Linked DNA regions of Gossypium hirsutum: region 2 is linked to region 1. Evidence: chromatin contacts called from public Hi-C data. All regions are on one chromosome and are shown on one strand. The core of a region is the stretch at or near the end of the contact, and the rest is flanking DNA. Distances in the headings are between cores, read along the strand shown.

Evidence for each region. A called contact is a pair of places that touch in the nucleus more often than the background predicts.
Region 2: a Hi-C map of leaf shows a contact between it and region 1, with 1.7 times the contacts expected there. The contact joins the promoter of LOC107935080 here to the promoter of LOC107935092 in region 1. A contact is called at or near these places in 2 of 34 Hi-C or Micro-C datasets (callus and leaf).

The regions. Positions count from the first base shown.
Region 1 is chrD06:476,567-480,860 of Gossypium_hirsutum_v2.1, forward strand. LOC107935092 (ribosomal RNA small subunit methyltransferase I) reads right to left here and starts at 2,097. Exons shown (of 11, transcript XR_001694136.2): 1 at 1,840-2,097; 2 at 1,681-1,748; 3 at 805-901; 4 at 582-710; 5 at 382-490; 6 at 147-291. LOC107935058 (BEL1-like homeodomain protein 11) reads right to left here. Exons shown (of 4, transcript XM_016867603.2): 3 at 3,648-3,708; 4 at 2,935-3,559. The coding sequence ends at 3,440.
Region 2 is chrD06:682,023-686,316 of Gossypium_hirsutum_v2.1, forward strand. It overlaps LOC107935080 (auxilin-like protein 1), which reads right to left and starts at 2,084. Exons shown (of 8, transcript XM_016867634.2): 1 at 1,606-2,084; 2 at 1-1,301. The coding sequence starts at 1,931.

The DNA.
Region 1 (4,294 bases), core at 847-3,346:
CTCGGCCACGATAAAACGTACATTCCATATTTTGTACTGAATCCCTTCACCTAGACTGACTTGCATGTTCATCCCTTTCCTATGATTCTCACCATTTGATATTAAATTGATCATAGTTCATGAAGTAATGAAGACATATTGTTTACCTTGAGTCACCAAAAATCAGGGAACTTTCTTCGAGAAACTGGCCAAGCTTGTGAGGAGGAACATAGAAGATTTGCGTTGTTGTTTCACTTGCAGAAGCAATCAACCTCTCCTTCCGTGAACCAGCATGTTTCGGAAGAAATCCAACTGCAACATTATATGACATATAAGAGTCTTAACTTTACAAGAATTTGCAGAAGAAGCATGTTCAACCACAATAATTTACAAATGAGCTACCAAATGTGAATTCATCAGTGGACAACCCAGAGGCAGAAAGAGCAGTTAAGAAGGCAGATGGTCCAGGAATTGGAATCACAGGGATGTTTTCATCCACACATATCTTTGCCTAAACCACGATACCAAACATCAATAGTTGCATTCTTAATCAAAGACCAAGCTTTCTATAGAATTCAGCCAATAGGGATGCAAAAACTAACCAGTTCCGTACCAGGATCGCTAATGCCTGGCATTCCAGCATCACTGATTAAGGCTACAATCTCCCCTTGCTTTAACCTCTTTAAAACTTTGTGTTCTCTTTGAGATTCATTATATTTGTGATAGCTTAGCTGAAATTCTAAAACCCACACAATCAGAATTGTTGAAAGACATAACAAAAGGTACCAAACTGATCAAGGAAAAAATTGGCTCGATCTCACTTACAAGAGGTGTTTTGATGTTGTAATAGTGAAGTAACTTCCCAGAATGCCGCGTGTCCTCCGATAGTATGACATCAGCTGATTTCAACACCCGTAGAGCACTGCATTGATGAAATCACCAATAACATGATAGTTATAGGCCAATCGATTTGATGGGTCAAGTTGATTTTGGATGGATCAATCTGGCTCAGATTGATTGGAGTTTTAAAATTTTTAAGTCTTTGTATCAATTTTAAGTTTGAGCCATTTTAGATTATGGCCGGTTCAAATTTTTGGTTCAGATAACAACAACTTCGAATCATTTTAAGTTTTGCTCAGTTCAAGCTCTAGTATTTTTGAGTTACTTGTTCAAATCATTTGACTTTGTGTTAGACAGGTTCGGGTTTGAGTTCGGATTGATTGGCTCCGGTCTTTGATTTCAAGTTAGAGATTGTACTTGAGCTGAGCTGATCCCAAATACTAGGGAGCTTGACTAGAAATTCGGAGCTCTATTCTCGGCTCAAGCTTGATCGAACATTTATTTTTAAGCTTGAGTTCAGCTCAAGATATAATCGAGCTGTCTCGAGCCCGGTTAAGCTCATTTACTAATTTTTATATTCAAGAAGCTCGTACATATTCAACCTCAAGCTTGGCTCAATAATTAAGCTCAATAACTCGCAAACAGTTCGAGTGAAGTATTACTAAGTTTGAATTCGGCTGTATTGATAGCTCAAACTTGAGCTCAGCTCGATAATTATCTAATCAGGTTTAAGATTTTTTTAGTCAAACTCGAGCTTGCAAGCACAATGTATCTCATTTACGCCCCTACATCAGGTCAAGATTCACAGGTATATACATATATATATAATAAAAATAAACTAAAAGAATAGAAATAAATTACCGTAAAGTTATATCTTCAAGGTTTCCAATAGGTGTTCCGACGAGATACAGTCCAGGTTTGAGAGGTCCCTATAAGAAACCAAAACTGAATTAAACATCAATCCAAATAAATTTTAAAAGAAATATTAAAATAATAAGTGAAAAGGAGTGGAATTTTTACGCGTTTGGAGGACTGATCTGTGATTAAGTCGGTAAATTCCGGTGATATTTCGGAGGTCGAGCAAAAGGAACGGAAGCTAAGTGTAGGGTAAAAGGAGATTGAATTGAAGGATTGAAGGCGTCGCTGAGAAGATAACAAGTAAGAAGTGGAACGCCGGGATAGAGCGGCGGTTGCGAGGGAAACAGCGGTGGAAGGCAGTCGTCGGAGCAGCATTATCACTTAACTGAGTAGGGAGTACAAGGATTTATCCCTCCGAGAATTTTGAGTTTAACGAATGCCCATTCAAGTAATAGTTTGCATTTGAATACTAGGCCTAAAAGCCCAACATGGCCCTTCAACAAGCCCATTTGTTCTACTTTTGTAATTTTTTTACACATAATAATAAATTTAACCCTTAACTTTTACATTTTTATCAATTTGATCATTATTCCTTTTTTAGCTACATTTGACTATTAACCTCTCAAAAGTAGTTAATTTGTTTTTTCTTTTAACAAAAATTTTGACTAAAACATTAATTTTTTAGTGGCGGTGTGACAACTCTCATAACAGTCCACGTGTACTTCATACTAACATGGCATTATTTGTCTTATATGTCATAGTCAACAAATAATTTAAAATTTATAAAAGTATTAAAAAAAGAAAAACAAATTAAAATTTTAAAACATTAAAATAGAAGCATGAAGTATACTTGGATTGTCATGCAGGTTACAATGTTTAAAAAATTAACATTTTTGTCAATATTTCTGTTAAAAAAAAAACAACCCGATTTTTTTAAAGGTTGATGGCCAAATTTAATTCTTTTTAAAAGGTCGGGGTCAAATTTAGCTTAAAAAAAGAATAAGGTTCAAATTGACAAAAATTGTAAATGTTAATGGATTTATTTATCATTATGCTTTTTTTTTATGAAAACTGAATTCCCAAATATGTTTTGAATCTGAAATTATATTGAATTCGAGTATTACTATTTTAATCATTATTATTTATACATATAATAAACCCTTAATTGAGTTCTCACAAGTCAACCAAGTATTATTTAAGTTATATTATTACACTAATAGTGTCGTAAGCTAGTACTTAATTAAATTATTCGTTAGATATTTGAATTCGTTAAATATTTGGATTTAGTTAAGTACACAAAGTTGGGAGTGCATTGATTTGTGTACTTACAAAACTTAAAGAAAATATGTTAGTACAAGATGTGTAATAATTAAAGCTCACTTGCATACAAGAGGACTCAAACACCAACCTAAGGCCTAGAAGACACTTAACTCAAATGGTATCACAATTGCAGGTAAGTGGCTTATACGTTCTATACTAACATCTCTCCTTTAGACCTTGAGTCTTGTAAGTCTACCAACTGAGATGCTTCAACTCTGTGAATCAGGCCCACTAGACAGCTGCTCATGGAACATTGACTCTCGGCACAGTAAGGAGACAAAACCCCCCATCAAGGAATAATACTTTCGATTGTTTAGGGATTGGCTGAATACCCGACACATGACACTTCAAAAATTCTCTCGAAAGAGTCGATTCCTCAACAAAAACCAAGTCTTAAATCATATCATGAGAAAGATCAGAATTTTTTTTCCCACTGCTTGAATCAACCCTCAATAAGATCATGAGAGACGTGTTGTGGAGAATCTGCAAACTCCTCTTTGTATATTTCTTCAATCATTGGTTTCCATAGCCGAACTCGAGCATTTATAAACCAATTCGATACCTGAAATTAACAACAACATCAATTGAAGCTTAAACAAATTGATAAATTTGTGGGTAAAGTTTAAATAAGATTATAAAAGAATTAATACTTGGTTCTTGGTCAACCCTGTTTGTGATGACAACATTAGCTTCACAGAGTCTGTTGGATACCTGTTAAAACACCAAACAACAAAATTGGTTTAGGTAATGATTAATCTTGATCAAGTTATTTGAGGTTTAGGATATTTTCAGGTTATTTTGGAGTTTGAGGCTTGAACTTTTCGATAGTTTCATTACGGGTTTGGATTAATTTTGATTATTTATTCGAGTCATTTTGATTCAGGTTAAATCAAGTTCAGATCGATTTGGGTTGAACAGTTTAGATTGTTTTATGGTCAGTCTAATTATACTTTCAAGGTTATAATTTATAAGTTCCGTCAAAAAAGTAATTTTATTATATTAATTTATAAATTTATATTTTTTTAATGAATTCAGTAAGCATTTTTTACCATTTGAAAGGCCTAAATCACCATGGACAAAACCAGAAATTTTGTCAATGGGGAGCCAAGATAAAACTTTAAAACATGGTGGTCAGTTCTGCACCAGTTTCAACCATTCCGGACGGTGAGCATCGTTCTAGTGCTAAAACAAAACATCAAAAAGATCCTTTTCACACCAGTGAAAACATTAAATGACTATTTTGTATAATTGATAAATATTTTATATTTAATATTTTTAAATATTAAAATATACCTAT
Region 2 (4,294 bases), core at 834-3,333, 210 kb after region 1:
TCTCTTCAGTTTCCTCCCACTGTTCACCAAATCTTAGTTCAGTTTCATCTTCTTTCGTATCATGAAACTCTACATCAGGCACTGATTCATGCAGACATTCCTCGTTATCAAAAAACTCTCTCGATTCATCTATTTTCTTCTTCAGCTCAGTAGCTTCCCCAACAACTTCTGGTTCCTCGTTATATTCTTCTGGTTTGTCGAAGGTTGTCTTCTCTTCTCCCTCATGTTCATTCAGATCCTGGGTTACATCCTTTTCCCTTTCTCCGTCTTTTGCGGCTTCCCTTTTCTCCACTTCATCTTGTCTACAATCAGCCTGCAGAGATATGAAATCCTTTGCACATGTTTCTCCAGCAGCTTCTCTTGCAACGAAACCTCTCTTCTCGTCTTCTAATTCAGCAGCCACATGGTGAACTTTGATCACATTTTGCATTTTTACTCCATCAGAAGTTTGCTGAGAAGCTACTATCTTTTCACTAGTCTCCTGAGCTTTATCTTCCCTGAAATTACTTTGTTTGACAGTATCTTTACTCTTCTTTCTCTCCTCACTAGTCGAACTACCATTAGATCGGGGTTTGACCCGTCCCATATAACCTTTTCTTCTTTCCATTATTTCTTTTGCAACTTTTAACCTAGCTTGAGCCTCCTCTATTGCTTTCTTCACTGCTGCAGCAGAAGTAGCTGCAACTGAATTCACATCCAATTCATCATCAAAGTAAGGGGGAGAAGAAACACCCATATCACAATCCAAAGATTGACTCCTCGGAACCCCAAACTTCAAAGAATCACGATTATTAACACCATTGTTATATGACATGCTTGAAGCTCGCTTCACTTTTGAAGGAGGTGTTCCACGGCCAAAATCATAGGTCCCAAATAGAACATCGTTACAATCAGACCCATTACTTTTAGGCTCGCTATGGAACTGATCCACACCTTTCAAAGTCTCCTTACCAACACCACAAGCTTGAACATCAGACGCTGGTTTCTCACAATGTACACCATCATCCCCTTTCCCCCCACCTAACTTTTCAGTGCCATAAGGCTCATTTACAGCAGAAGAAACCGGGTCCTCCCTCGGCGGAGCTATGTTTTCATCAACAACACAAGTGAAACCAGGAACAGCTACATGTATTGTTCCATTCGTCCCATTTTTGCTTCCGAGGCTACTTTTATTATACGACATTTTGAACTGCTTCACACCATTACTTGATCCATGGGAAGCCTCATCGTTTGACACAACTCGATTACTTGAAGGATACGAAAACGACCCTTCCGAATGCGATTTCGTCTTAGCTGGTCTCCTACAAAATTAATCTAATTTATGCTAGATCTTTCCTCATATAAATAAAGAAAAAAAATCACAATATTTAACGTGTTAAATTTAGTGCTACCACTTTCTAATGAATTTAGCATTCAACATTAAATGCAAAGATCAAAGGTTCAACACAACTATTCTCAAACCAAACAAGCTCTTAAAGATCAAGGTTTTACCTATACATGAAAACACAAACATATTTCAACATCCAAACACTCCCTAACACCATATTTACATATTTTAGTAACTAAATAGAAGATCAAAAAGAAAAATAAATAAAATGAACTTACTTTTTATCTCTAGTTGGTTTAGCGACGAATTCTTCATGAGAAACAGCAAAATCCACATCCCCAAAACCACCAAAAATGTTGGAATAATCAAGCTTCGAGCTAGAAACCTCGACGGAGAACTTCCTCTGGTTCAGTTCAGGGACATCGAGGAACGGAATCGAAGAACCGGAACCACCGCCGAATATCTCGGCGTAATCTTCAACGGCCGATCCAACTTTGGTTTGACCACCGAAAACGCCGTCGTACAAGCTTTTACCATTGAAACTATGGCCGTTACTAAGTTTCTTACTGAAAGATGTAGCAGCCGAAGCTCTTTGGTACTCCATTGAAATAACAAAAATAAAAATAAAAAAGAGATATTTAGGGTTTGTTTTTCAGAGGATTTTTTTCCCTCTGTTTCACTGCAGTGTACAAGACACGAAGAGAAGAAGAAGACTCTGTGAGGATACGAGAAAATGAAAAATAAAAATTATTTGAAACGAGAAATTGAACAGAAAAAATAATATATTAGTAAATGTGGGGTATATTTGTCAGTGTACGGTGAAGGTTAAAATTTGTCATAACTCCCTGTATTTTTTGAAAATTAAGAATTTAGTCCTTATACTTTTATTTCCAAGAATTTAATCTTTTTACTTTTCAGATTTTTAAAATCAGGTCCAACCGTTAAATTTTTTCGTTAATAGCACCAGGAAACCCCAAACTATTACTTTCATTTTAAATTGGTCCTAAACTCCAAAACGTTCTAATTACAGAGGCAAACGGGCTGGCTCGGATTGGGCTTTCTTCATATTTAGATTTTTTTTAGGTCCAAATTAGCTTGGACTCTGATTTTTTGGGCTCGAAATTTTTCAAACTACGATGTTCTCAAGCTCAAGCTCTTTCAAACTTAGAATTTTTTGGGCTCAATTTTTTCAAATTCGAGCTTAGATTCGAGCCAGCAAACTTTGATGGGTTTAAATAATTTTGAATTTTTGTAAGTTATAATTTTTTTAATTTTTTAATGTAATAATTCATTTTACTTTTATAAGATAAGAACACAGTTTCGATTTTCTCTGATTCTTATGGACTTGGGCTTTGTCAGGCTCAGGCTTGGATTTTTCTTGAGTTTGAATCTATTGCAAGCTTGAGCTTTCTCAAACTTAAATTGTTATGGGCTCAAATCAGCATAGGTAAGCTTTCGGGCTCGAGCCTATTTGCCAGCTTTAGTTTTAATTACATATCTAAACTATTAATGTTATGTCAATTAGGTCCTTTCGTTATTAAAATTGTTAATTTAACCATTAAATTAGACATCAAATATTACATAGCTAAATTTAAAATAAAAAATTTAAAGAAATAAAACTTTGTCGCATAACTTTTAAAAGTACAAAAACTAAAATTAAAGTAAAACTGGAAAAAAAAAGCGAAAAATACAAATTTTGGAAACCTTAAAACTAATATTTTTAAAATATCTATTTTTATAATATTCATTTTTTAAAATTTCATTTTAAACTATGTTACATAATATTTGGCATGTCATTTATCATTTAAATTAATGATTTTAGTAACAAAAGTACCTAATTGATATAACCTCAATAATTTAGGGATGTAAATAAAATGATTTGAAGTTTAGGGACTAATTTAGAATGAGGGTCATAGCTTTGGGGATAATTGGTACAATTAACTCTAATTTTTTTCTGCAACATTTTAAAATAAAAAAGTTACTTGATAATAATAATGTAATTAAAAAATAGTATCATAATTACCATTAATTTAAAAATGATAATAGTGTTAACAGTTGGACCCAATGTTGTTTGAACTGAACTGCACCAGTTGATTAGATTGGTTGGACACAAAATTGATCGAGGTATCAATCTGAAGGACATTAAATTAGTTAACTTGAGAATTGATACAAACTTGTTAAAACGGGCAATAAACTTGTTTTAATAATTTATTTAATTGAACCAATTAGACCCATCGAGTATCGATCCAAATAAGGATATTGAATCGATTGACTTAAGAATCGGTACAAACAAGTAAAACCAAGCAGTTGAACCAAAATTTTAACATTTTTACTTTTATGATTTTTTTAATTGAATCAATTAGATCAATTGGACCGATAAATCGGTAGCCGGACCAGTTCGCTTCTGAAAATTTGATTGGATCTAAAATTAGAAATCTAAAAAGTAAAAAAGATTAAATCTTTGAAAATAAAAATATAAGAACTAAATTCTAAATTTTTGAAGAATAGAGAGAGTTATCGGATATTTCAACTGTAAATTAAATTTAAGAAATTATTAAATAAAAAATAAAAAGGAAAAAAAAAGGGGCGAATGGAGGGAAAGATGAAAAGGAAGTGACCGGGAAAAGCCGGTGGAGAAAGGGGGTAATTGGGGGATCACATTTCTCGATGATCAAGTGAGCAGCTTTTCTTTTTAATAAGTTGTCGTTTTACGAGAACTAGAATGTCGTCTTTCCAGGCTCCAACCTGTCACCAACCAACCATTCCACGCCGACGCCGTGGTCAATGAAAGGGTAGTTTGAGGTCACGTTATTGCTCCTATTTTTTCTTTTTTCTTCAAATATTTGCATTTAATATTCTCTCCAGTTTTTTAATTTCATCGATAATGTTTCAAATAATTTTTTATTTAGTTGTATTTTTATATATGGTTTTTTATCATTCTTTTATCTTTTATTTTCGGATTTTGTT